2 separate regions of the Columba livia genome follow, and region 1 is linked to region 2. A link is a contact called in public Hi-C data. All regions are on one chromosome and are shown on one strand. The core of a region is the stretch at or near the end of the contact, and the rest is flanking DNA. Distances in the headings are between cores, read along the strand shown.

Region 1 (5,719 bases), core at 2,864-5,363, 180 kb before region 2:
GCCGGGGGATCCCAAACCCACAGATCCCCACACCGACCTCAGTCTGTGTGCAGAGCTGTATGGACCCTTTCCACGTGGATTTCCTGGGGTGACCGACACCTCCGTTCCCGGCTCTTCCCGGTGGCCTCGGTTGCTTCGGACCTGCTCCGAGATGAAGAGCAGGTACCGTCCCGGTGCGGGCAGAGACCGATGGCAGCCCAGCGACCCAAGCCCATTCCCCAGACCACAGGACATGAAACCCACCAGACCAGGCGGTGCAGCCCTGGCGCTCCGCGGGAAGAGCAGGGGCGCCGGCTGCGGGCGCAGAGACGGCCGCTGCAGAACATAGGAGAGCGCGGCTCCCTGAGCCCGAGAGAAGCGGGGTTCCCCGCACAAAGGGCTTTTCCCTAGGCAAACGGAGCGGCAGCGAGAGCGCGGAGTCCCGCACCGTCGAGATGCAAACGCCGGTCGGGCACTGTAGCCGTCTCCCTGCGTTTGGCACCCCCGGGGACTGCGGGACCTGCCGGATGTTTTTCGGCCGGGGTTCTTCACCGAGAAGCTGCGCGTAAAAACGGGCGCTCTGCTTCGCCGGCGGCAAAGCGCTGCCGGGAGGCTGCGAGGCCGAAGCGGGGCTGGCTGAGCCCGGCGGCGGCGCAGGGGGCAGCCTCAGCAGCCGAGTCCGTTCCTCCCCGTGGTAACGGTGGGCACCTGGAGAGGGGATCTGAGCCCAGCCGCCAGCCAGGTCCTTGTATTCACCTATAGTCGTACGTACAGGTGAGTGCAAATGATGTATCTCTCTCCCGTAGGCTTGAGAACATGAAGGGAGTGGTAAAGGGAAGGGAAAGGTGTTCTGTCGAGCCAGACTCCAGCCCGACCTATAGGTCCATGAGAAGGACGGAGAGAGCCCCCGAGACAGGCTACAGGGGACCCCCGCACCCTCTACCTTCAGTGCAGCCCGGCGAAAGGAGAAACCCTCACCATCCGCGTTCGCCAGGGCAGGGGAATCCCGGTCCTGATGCCGGTTACGGCGGAGAGGGACGGAGAGAGGCTGTGGTCCCGGCGCACGCACGCGGACACGGAGCAGCTGCTTTCTACGTGAAGGGAAATAAATAAACCAACAACGAGCTTTTATTTTTACCATCATCATCATCACCATCATTATTATCATTGCCATTTCTCTGCACATAAATAAATAAATAAATATCTCCCGCGGGGGTTGAGGGAGGAGGACGGAACGATACAGCCACAGCTGCGCGCCCGGCAGCGACGAAGTCAAAACCAAACCTGAACAATTTTGGAAAGACAATAAAAAAGTTATATAGATATAATAACCCAAACAGTCCCGACCCTCCCATCCGTCCGCTTTTGGGAACAGCCGAGTAAACGGAGGGAGCCCCGGTACAGCATCCCTTCACCCGTCGTCCCGCAGCATCCGCGCCTGGCTCGGTGCACCGGGAGGTCTGTGAGGACCCTCCCGGGTCCGGGGCTGAGCCTGCAGGGCGACAACTGAGACAGCACTACTGGGGCGCCTTGGGTCCTAGGGAGCTGTTTATTTACAACACGGACACTCACCCCCATGGGCTGGGGGTCTAGAAAGGTCAGAAAAATCCTTCGTAAATTACACAGATTATACAAAACGGTATAAAATCCTTCGGTTGCATGTCAGCACCACAGCAGACCGAACACCCCATCCTGCTTTCACCACAGTTCTTGGGAGGGCAGAGTGCGTGTGCGGGGGGCTAGGGGGTGACTGCGAGGCCTCTGTCGTCCTTCCCCGAGGAGGACGGAGACATGCGCAAGTCCTCGTCATCTTCTGAGCACTTCGTGGTGGAAAGGGACGAGCATTTACAGCTGTGGCCGGCCCCCCCGCCCCGGTGGGAGCTACTTTTGCCTTCTTTCTTGTGCTTGACCCGTCGGTTCTGGAACCAGATCTTCACCTGCTTCTCGGAGAGGTTCAGGTAGGTGGCGATCTCGATTCGCCGCAGCCGGGAGAGGTACATGTTGGAGGCGAACTCCCTCTCCAGCTCTAGGAGCTGCGTGCTGGTGAAGGCGGTGCGCATCCTCTTGCTGCTGGGCAGCTGGCTGGACGTGCTGTCTGTGAAGCGGAACGCACCGTCAGGACCTGCGGGCCCACCGCCACCCGCCCCGCAACGCCGAGCACCCGACAGTCCTCGCTGAGCTCCCCCGCCGCCTGCTCTGCGGGACCGCAACCCTCCAGCCCCGGGGGGACGGTGAACTGGCAAGTGGTTGCTGGCCCGGAGTGCGAGGTCACCGGGTGTCGGGACCGCCTCCCCCCGTTCCCACCGCCTGGGTCGTAGGCTCGGCGGGCAGCAGCGGGGCTTCCCCTGAGCATCCCACGGCGCGCTGGCAGATAGAGGTGCCAGGATTTCTCACCCAGCGTGTGGGCGCAGGGCAGGGATTCCCCGCCCCACGTGCCTTCGGCAGGGTCCTGTCCCTCCCGGGGACCACCATCACGTCCCCAAAGCGACCGCGTTTAGCATGCAGGCCTGCAGACCCTCCCCAGGCATGTCCCCCTTACCCACGGAGATGCAGTGGAACTGCCGGGGGTCGGGCAGCGGGTAGGCGCCCTGGTAGAGCGCCGGTGCGTGCCCGACGCTGACGGTGGAGACGGAGTGCTGCTGGCGGGCCAGGGGCGAGTGGCAGTACTGGGAGCCGAAGGGGGGGAAGGAAGCCTTGATGAGGGGGATGGCGGGCGGCGGCGGGTGCAGCTGGGAGGCGGTGACACAGAGCGGGCAGACGCAGAGCAGCCCGGCCTTGCGAGCGTGGCAGGCGCCGGCCGACAGCCCGGGCAGCGGGTGCGAGGGGTGCACGGCGTAAGGGAAGAGCGGCGGCGGGGGGCTGCTCTCGCCCTTCTTCTCGCCCCCCTCCCGCAGCACCAGCGAGTCCACCAGGAAGGAGCGCGGCATGGCCCCGCGCAGAGCCCGCGCAGCGTCCGCGCAGCACCCGCGCAGCGCCGCTGGCCAGCCCGAGTGGTGCTGAACGGCGCCCGCCCGCCCGCTTTAAATAGCGCCCGCGCCATGTGATGGCGGCGCCGGGGCGCTCAATAGGCTTTCTGTGCCTCTTCTCTTGGCATGCACGCCGCACGCTCCCTCATTATTTCCCTTGTTAACTAAATGAACTGCATAATGTACTCTATTCTTGTCGACCCCACCCACGCCGTAGCAGGCGGCCTCTCCCCTCCTCTCCCTTTGGCGGGGTTATTTTCTCATTCTCTCGCGATTTAATATTCTTTTCTTTCTCTTTATCGCTCTCCTTCTCTTTCAGCCCAGCTTTCAGTCCGCTCCCCCTTGTTTATTTTGCCGCCTGCAGCCGCGGTCTCTGCCGGCGCCAGCTTCCCCTGGCAGTCCCCCGGCACCTTTCCCACCTGTGGCACCAGGTCGGCCCCCCAAGAACCACCGGCCTCTCTCTCTCCCCTCGCCGCCAGGCTGCATCGTCCTGGTTACCGCGTCCGCTGCCGTCCCCAGCCCCGTGTCTTTGTTCCCAGCCCGGTGCCGGGACCCGCTGCTTATCGCTGTCGCCGCCGTCGGGCGAGGGCCCCGGACACCGAGATGTGCCAGCCAGTGCTCTACTGGCCGGTACACCCGCCCGGCCCCGGCGAGGGCGTGGGTGCCTGGGTACGGATAACGGCCACAGAAAGCCCCAAACAGCGCGGGTGTGTTGGTGCGGGTAGAGAAACCCCGACACGCAGATACCGCTCCGTGTCGGCGGTACCCACGGCGAGCGCCTCAGCGGCGGGAGAAGAGGTGCTCGGCACTCTCCGCGTGTCTTTATACCTGTTCCCTCTACCCGGTTTTAGCGGTAACACCCGCCGTCGAGCTCCACGTACCGCAGCTCTGGCCCCGGTCCCGCACCGGCCGCGCCCCGGACCGCCGCGCCCCGCTTAAGTGTTCCTGAGGCTGTGGGGACCGACAGGGAAACGTGTTATTTCTCCCGTCGGATGAGAATTAGCGTAAACACACCGGCAGTGTCTGGATTTGTTAGCACAGCGATCTGCAAAACTTCCAGCGCGGTATAAAGCTAATTTCTGCGCGTTCATCAGAGCTAACGTGCACTGGCGCGGCGGCACGGCGTCCGCCCAGGAGACCTCGGCGTTGGGCTCCCTGGAGCTTTTTGATTTTGCAGGTGAATAAGAAATGCTAACAAATAAGAAAAAAAAATCATTGAGATACGTCTTCCTCCCTGCTCTTCCCGTTTAATATACGGGAAAGAAAAAGACGAACGCACCCGCCGACTCCTGTCAAAATGTGGAGATATTTCTCCCTACAGCAAATCGCCTCAAAAACAGATGGACTTTTCCAAATAAAGAGAAGGAAAAGCCTTGGAATCAGTGTAATCCTGCGTTTCTGGCTTGTGCAGAGGCTGTTCTTTCCTGCAGTCGCATTTCTTACTGAAATCTATGGAAGTTATGCCGAGAGATTGTTGATGCCCGAGCCTAGAATTGTACGTAAGTGCACAAATTAATAGCGAAAAAAACAGAACGAAGGAAAACGAATGCTAGTAAAAACTCAGTCCCACAATGATTTAGAAAGGATTTCCAAGTGCCATTCCCCTGAAAGCGTTAACGTGGTTTGTTTTGGGTTTTTTGTTTGTTTGTTTTGTTTTCTTTTTAGGAACTGGTAATTTAAAGCATTTTCCCCTGAGCTGATGCCCGGGACAGGGCATCTCTTCCCGCTGAGAAGTGGCCAGCCACCGAGGCGGGGGGGATTCAGCCTCAGCCTGAGGGATTCCCGCTGCCCAGGGGCTGAACCCCAGGACTCCGAGCCGCAGGGAGGCAAAGGGTTAACAGCTCCTGAATGCACACCAAGCCCAAAGCTACTGGGAAAGAATATCCCAAAAAATAACCAGTTTTTTTTTCCAGCCGCTGGACCTTATTGAATGTCATTGAAGAAAGTTTTGAATGCCAGATAAAGAGAGGCGAATTAAAGTGTGTGACAGCAGAGGATAAGCAAACACAAAGAGAACTCTGTCACACTTTGGGCAAAATCCGTGGGCTTTTTACCAAGCCTCTTCGCTATGATTGAATTAAGTAATAGGAAAACATTTTCTTTCAGTTTAGAGCCATTAGACAAAAACTTCAAAGCGAATAACACTTTTTAATGTGCAGCCCAACAATGGAATCTGTTTTGTGCTGAAATGTTTAAATGGTTTGTTGTGCAACTGTAGGCTGAAATAACCCAGACTGCAGCAAAATAGCATCCTTCAGGAGGTTTTATGAGCGCTTGAAACTAGCACAGACCTTTAATCCCAGATCTTTAAACTGGCCTCCCCTGTCTTTTTCGCCATTTTTTTTTCTTAGGGGAAATTCGCCTCCTATGTTTGCCATCTCGAAGCGATCGCCACCAAACGAAAACGGCACCGGGCGCGGGGGAAAGACAGCCGCCGAGGGGTACGGGACACAGGGGGCTCGGGGGGACTTGGGGGGCACGGGGGAGCCCTCCCAGGGACAACGGGAGGGCCCCGCCAGGACCTGCCTCTGCCCGCTCTGCCGCACGCTGCCGGGCTGCCCCGGCCCTGCGGGGGGTCGTGCAGGGACTGGGTCCCCGCTACCACCGCGAAGTGCGGGCGCTTGGGCTCCGGAGGGAGAGAAATGTTGGGTGGTAAATGCTACCCCCGCGCCCGGGTCCCCTGCACGCTCTGTCACAGCTCCCGGAGAAGTGGGTAGGGAGAGGGAGGTATTAAGGTGCGCATCAGCTCGGGGGCGCCTTCAGTAAAGGGAGGG
Region 2 (6,173 bases), core at 3,470-5,969:
CCATGAAGAATGTTGTCTCAGTGAGCCTTTACTGCAGAGTCAGGATTTCAACAGTTGGTATTTCATTTTCCATGGGCTTATCCATTGTCTTGGTTTCTGTCACAACCGCATCCTTTCCTGGCTGTGTTTTAGGAGGAATGTAGCCGCTCAGACGAGAGGCTAAGCTCCTCTTAGGACGAGAACGCTTTGCCTGGCAGAAATAAGTCTAGAATTAGCACCTTAACATATCTATGGAGCAAAGACTCGGGGCGGGGCGGGCAGGGAGGAGGGTGGAGAAGAAATTAATGAATAGGCCAGAAATGCATTATCTAAAGGAGCTTTGGAAATTAAGTGTAGATAGCTGGCCTGTTTTCCTGCTTGAAGTCACATTCTAAAACATGTAATGTTTACCCTCCTCTGAAGTGATGGGCTATGGTTGAGATTTCAAGCGCATAACTTACTTTCAAGTTCAGCTTCCTTTTTTCAGGGTCATGTACAACTGTGTGCCTTGCTAGGCTCTGCTACAGTTACAAAGAGCAGGGGGGAAAAATAAAGTTAGGTTTATCGTTTCAGATTATGTGATCATATTAGGACAGTTTAAAAATAACAAAACAAAAAAAAGCATACCTTCATTGCAAACACTCTTCCACAGCCTGGATAATCACAAGAGAATGTTTTTTTCTCCTCGTGAAAAGAGAGGATATGGCTTTGAAGGTTAAATACAGTTGTGTAAGTTCTCCCACATCCTTCTCTCGGGCATCCATAGACTTCCCTCTCTACAGCGTGTGTTTTTTGATGCTGCTTGAGGTAATCTTTCCGTTTAAAAGTTTTGTAACACGTACTGCAAACTATCGGCTCTGAGTGAGAAACAGACAGGCAGAGTATAAATTAATAGCTCCTGACAGGAGCTTAGAATCAAACCCTAGTAGTCCTCTAGAACAATGCTAAAATCCACATGAAATGCAAGGAACTCAGAGACTTGAAGAGAATAATCTAGTATGAATTACCCAGATATTAAATCCTACATTGTACAATTTCTTGTTAACTGGATCACAAAGCAAATTTAGTATAGTGAGAAGCATTTTCATCAGTTTAAGGTCTAACCATAATAACAACCATTTTACCAATAAAGTGTTACTAAAAAAGTTTGTCTAGACACAATGACAAGATGATGAAATGAATTCAGCAAGGACTCTTCTTCAGATTAGCAGTTTGCTTCCTATTTGTATCAAAAGTTAAGTTCTGTTTACTAAAGCATTTGGACTTTACCTGTATGACTTTCTTTATTATGTTTCAGAAGCTCTGTCCAAGTTTTTGCAGTATATGAGCAGTTTTCCTTCTTGCATGCATAGCCTATTAGACACAACAGATGTTTACAATCACAAAATAACTGTAATAATATATTCCTGTATGAATATTTGTATAGCATATTAAAAAAATAAGATCGTGACCATACAGTAATATTCCAGAGTCTAAAGAGACTCTGCCTTTCTATAAAGTAGACAGAACGGTTTTTAAACAAACCACAGAAAGTCAAAACTACTTAAAGCTCATGACTGGAGAGGCTAAACAACAAAAAACACATACCTGTCTTCAGAAAGGAAGAGAATACAAATAGCAGCTTTTTAGATACTCTTCCTAGGCCCTTATTTGTTCTTTTGTGTGTGTGTGTGTGTGCGTTTTTCTAGCACTGGAAAGCAGGTTAGCTGTCAACAGTACTGAAAAAATGGACAGGAGTGTAGCAGGATTAGATCAAACATACATTATCACCTCCTGGCAATTCCACTTAAGTACCCTTCACATAGGTACATTAATAACTTTAAAAATGCAAGCCTACATGGTTTTGCCAAGGCTCCATAGGAAATTTGTGGCAGAACTGGCAACTGATCCTAACCTCTGGAGGTCTAAGCCTTAACCATTAGCCCATTCCCAGAAGATGGATTATTGACAAGGAAGCACATAAGGAGAAGAAATGGCTGAAGGAATCCTGAGCGCTTGTCAGACTGCTGCAAGTACATTGTAACTGGCCACTGCAACCCCTTGCAATTGTATCCCATTTGGCTGTTCAAAAGGGGTCTTCTGGTTTTGTCTGTCTGGATCACCAAGCCCAGAATACTTTCATGTCATACACCCCTGCATACTGTCTGTACCGTGAGAAGTCCTTTCTCCTTTGCTAAAATGTACCTGAAGCAAGACAAAAAACTGTGTTACCTTCATGTATCTTCTCGTGCCGCTTTAGTCGACTTGGAGTAGCAAAGTACTTTCCACATCCTTCATTACTACATCTAGGTATAAAGTACAGTGGTTTAATTTCTTTCACTGCATCCACATATTTTTTTGCTCTTTAAGTCAAGAACAATTAAAGTGGACAAAATAATCCAAGTTTCCCCTTGCCTAGAGATGTGTTCTTTCTCCCCCTCTTGTAAAAGTGAATTCCGTAATACGTTGCTAATAGAGGACTCTGATCCCCTCAAGAGTTAAAACTATAGTATCATTTATGCGCATACAGCAAGTTAAGCTTGAGGTAACAAATCAAACCTCACAACATCCCTACTCAGTAGGCTCTTGGATCATAAAAGAGAGAGAGACAGTGGAGGGTTTAAGTGGCTTGCACAGATCTACCTGTCAGAGCAGCAGCAGAGCACTGACAGCATTTTTGTGTCTGTCACCCAGCCACACTAGTGCACTTCAGTTAAGGGGAACACTCCTGTTAAGTGTGTTTCACCTGTAAGAAATACAAGACTAAACTTTGCTTTCATCAAATCTATACTGGTGTGTCACGTAAATAATGGAGCTGCAATGCACAGCTGCTCAGATTGGCGTCCAAGCCTCTCACCTTTTTAAACTACTACTCAGTGTTTGCTTTTTACTTGAAAACACAGCTGCATTTTTCATTGCTGTGCAAGCTCTTATGCTTGTATTTCAGACTGTGTATACTTAAAACTGTTTTTTTTGTTGATTATTTTTCATGTGAATCTGTAACAAATCATAAGACGTCTGGAATGCTGAAGTTACAGAACACCAAGGCTGTTGGTCAAAACAGACTACTGAGCAAAGGACTAGCACAAGAAATGTACTTGCAGCCATGACCACAAATTAATGCAGTTTTTTTAAAATGCCACATCAACAAAAAGGTTGAGAAAGGCATCTGTTTTCACCTGCAGTGTTTAAATGGAATTGTTATAGTTCATTATTAAAATTATCCACCTACTTGAAAGGAGGTTCATTGGTGTGGTGACACAGATGAACTTTTAGTTGTTGATGTTTCCTGAAAGACTTGTTACAGCCTTCAAAGTCGCACTATTTAGGAAATTAAGTTTTCATTAGAGGCCAAATACTGACACCCCAGTCCACATGTGTTTGCTGAAATCCCAATCACAATATTTGAACTCAAACAAATATGGCATAATAACAAGTTGAAGTATTTAATTAGATATGCAAAAAAGAGCTTGTTTAGTCTCCACTTTACAGTACCAAAGGTAATTACTCACCACATATTGCTTTTGCCGATTTTCATGCTTGCGCTTAATGTGCTTCTTTAAGTTTGCCTGTGTTACAAATCTCTGATTGCATCCATCAGCTGTGCACCTGCAAATGAACTGCGTTTTCTTATTATAACTCTCAAGCAGTTGTTTGTTTCCTAGGCAGATACACAAATCATTGGGCAAGAGGAATACACAAAGAGTAATCAGAACTCACAACCCAAATATAAAAATTTGCATTACAGACATGAAAAGCCAGAGGGTAAATTACAATCAAAAGCCACTGGAAAAAACATTGGAAGAGAATTTTAACAAAGCATGTAGGAATTCCTAGCTTCTAATCCGTGACATGCAGCCACTAAGGGCTTAGTAATAGGAGATAACTGCCCTTCTGCCTTTTAATTCTATATTCTAGGGAGAGATCTGTGCATTCCTTTACTCATCTGCTGCGGATCACAGCCAGACAGGAGGTTTTAGGCTGAGGAGGTTCCACATCTCACCCTGTGCACACCGTTAGGGGTACTCAGGGTGGCAAAGCTAGGCATGCATGCTCTGTACCCCCCTCACCCCCAAGTGCTAACTGCCCTTCAGTTCCATAAGGACAAGCATAACCCATTTCAAGAAGTAAAAAATTTGGCCTTACTTGACCGGCTTCTCCCCAGTGTGCGTGAGAAGGTGTCGGGCCCGGTGGAACTCTCTGATGAAACTCTTACCGCAGCCATCGTAACCGCAGACATAGGGCCTCTGACAGAGAGAGGGATGCTCACAGACCAGACCCGCCCTGGGGAGCTCGGCTGATCCCAGGGGCCGCCCGCGGCAGGACCCCCGGCGCCGGGACTTCAGACACGGCCCAGCCAGCGCCTCCGCGTTCTGGGTACCCCAAGATGAGCAGCGGGCTGCCCCAGCCCCGCGAGGGGCCGGCTCAGGCCGCCACCCCGGCACGGCGCCCCGCACCTCAGTCCCACAAAACCTCACGGCGGGGCCCGAGCGGGAACCCCGCGCCGCTGCTCCCGCGGCCCAGCAGCGGCCAACCCGGCTCACCTGGCCCGTGTGCCGGCAGAGGTGCACGTCCAGCCGCCAGGCCTTGTTGAACGTGGCGTCGCAGTCGGGGAAGGAGCAGATGAAGCGGTTGGTGGGAAGCGCGTTCCCGCCAGAGCCCTCCTGCGCGCTGCCGGCCGCCCGCTCCCCGGCCATGCGGGAGGACACGTGACCGCCTGCGAGCGGGAAATGTCCCCTCCCGCCTCCCGTCCCGCCGCCGCCGCTGGGGTGGGATCGGCGCATGCGCGGTGTGGCGGGGTTGGCGGGGCAGTGGGACGGGGGGAGATGTCACCGTCCCGTGTGCCCGCCAGTTGGCGAGGCCGCGGCTGCGGTTGCCCAGCGTGGCACGGCGGTCGTGATCCTGCCTGGCCCGCTGAGGGGCCGTGACGGGTGCGCTGGGCCGCCTCCTCCCCACCGGAGAGCTCTGTCCCGGTCCGTGGTGCCGCCTCCGTTGCCTGGCCGTTTGCAGCCCTGGCTGAGGTGTCTGTGAGGTGCAGGATGTCACCCTGTCACCCCGGCAGAAATGTGCCACTGAGGGGGAAAAAGGCATACTACATGATGGGAGATGCATATTTCCCTAACACAGTCCTTAAAACGACATGTTGGGGTTTTTTGGCAAGTGGTCCTGCCTGGTTCCCACCAAGAAGGCGGTCTGTCTCATGCTGTTCTGTACGTCAGAGACAAAGTTGTCACTTGACACCAGACTTGAAGTCCCAGGACACAGACCAGCTCAGGTTGTAAGGGACCTCGAAAGATCGTCTGATCCAACCTTTCATGGAAAAGGGAGCCTAGATGAGATTGCCTACTCTCCGTTCAGCTGCGTCTTGAAAAATGTCAATGCAGAGGAGAGGATAGAAAAGACTCTTCCTCTTAAGGATTTTCATCCAGTGGGATTGGTATAAACAGAAATGAAAGAAGATCAGAATGTGAAAAGCAATCAAGGGCCAGCCCCAGAGCGCTGGCTGCTTTCCTTGTTAGGATGATTGTGGATGAGAAGAGCAGGGGCTGGGAGAAGGGCCCTGGTGGTTGTTCACATGGAGAAGAATCACCCCAGCCAACTGCAAGTGCTTCCTGCGTCTAGTGTATTGCTGCTCTGATCTCCTCTGCTGTTTCCCCCAGCTCCAGCCCAAGTGCAAGGTCATATGGACCCCAACCCCCCAGCCCTCTTCCTCCTCTCAACACCAGCTTTATTATTTCCTTTATCAGAGCATAGGCTCTTCATCTTTTCCTAAATCAGAAGCTTGTCCCACAGCTAAGGCAGAGCAGATAAAGCATGTGTGAATTATGCAAACTGGATGCCAGAGGTGAACTGCAGTTAGGATAATGTTTCCTTGATCTCTCTGTTTACAGAATTATAGCTGGCTTGTAATGGTGCCAGTGTCCTCAGGAGCCCTTTCTAGGGATTTCTGGGAACCACAGAAACATGTTAGGAAGAGGGTGGAGTTAATCAGTTGGGCTTTCCTGCTGCTATATTCAGCCTCGCAAGCCGCTTCCAACAGATGTTTCTGCTTTTAGGCCACAAGGAACTTTATTGACTGGCTTTCCCTGTATTCAAGAAGCACAAAAAGCTATCAAAGACTTGTTTTCCATTGAGAGCCTTTTCTTCTCAGGTGATGTTTTTCTGTCTTGAGCATAGTGGATTTTAATTAATCTCTCAATAGACTAGTCCCCCAA

What was found. Hi-C and Micro-C count contacts between places; a contact is called where the count stands out from the background.
Region 1: a Hi-C map of crop shows a contact between it and region 2, with 2.1 times the contacts expected there. The contact joins the promoter of GSX1 here to the promoter of GTF3A in region 2. A contact is called at or near these places in 2 of 2 Hi-C or Micro-C datasets (crop and liver).

The regions. Positions count from the first base shown.
Region 1 is chr1:23,250,561-23,256,279 of bColLiv1.pat.W.v2, reverse strand. GSX1 (GS homeobox 1) reads right to left here and starts at 4,113. Exons shown (of 2, transcript XM_021286174.2): 1 at 2,519-4,113; 2 at 1,106-2,074. The coding sequence starts at 2,906. The coding sequence ends at 1,719.
Region 2 is chr1:23,072,430-23,078,602 of bColLiv1.pat.W.v2, reverse strand. It overlaps GTF3A (general transcription factor IIIA), which reads right to left and starts at 4,719. Exons shown (of 9, transcript XM_065050717.1): 1 at 4,503-4,719; 2 at 4,105-4,205; 3 at 3,471-3,567; 4 at 3,191-3,279; 5 at 2,191-2,264; 6 at 1,249-1,332; 7 at 607-836; 8 at 441-500; 9 at 1-190. The coding sequence starts at 4,655. The coding sequence ends at 29.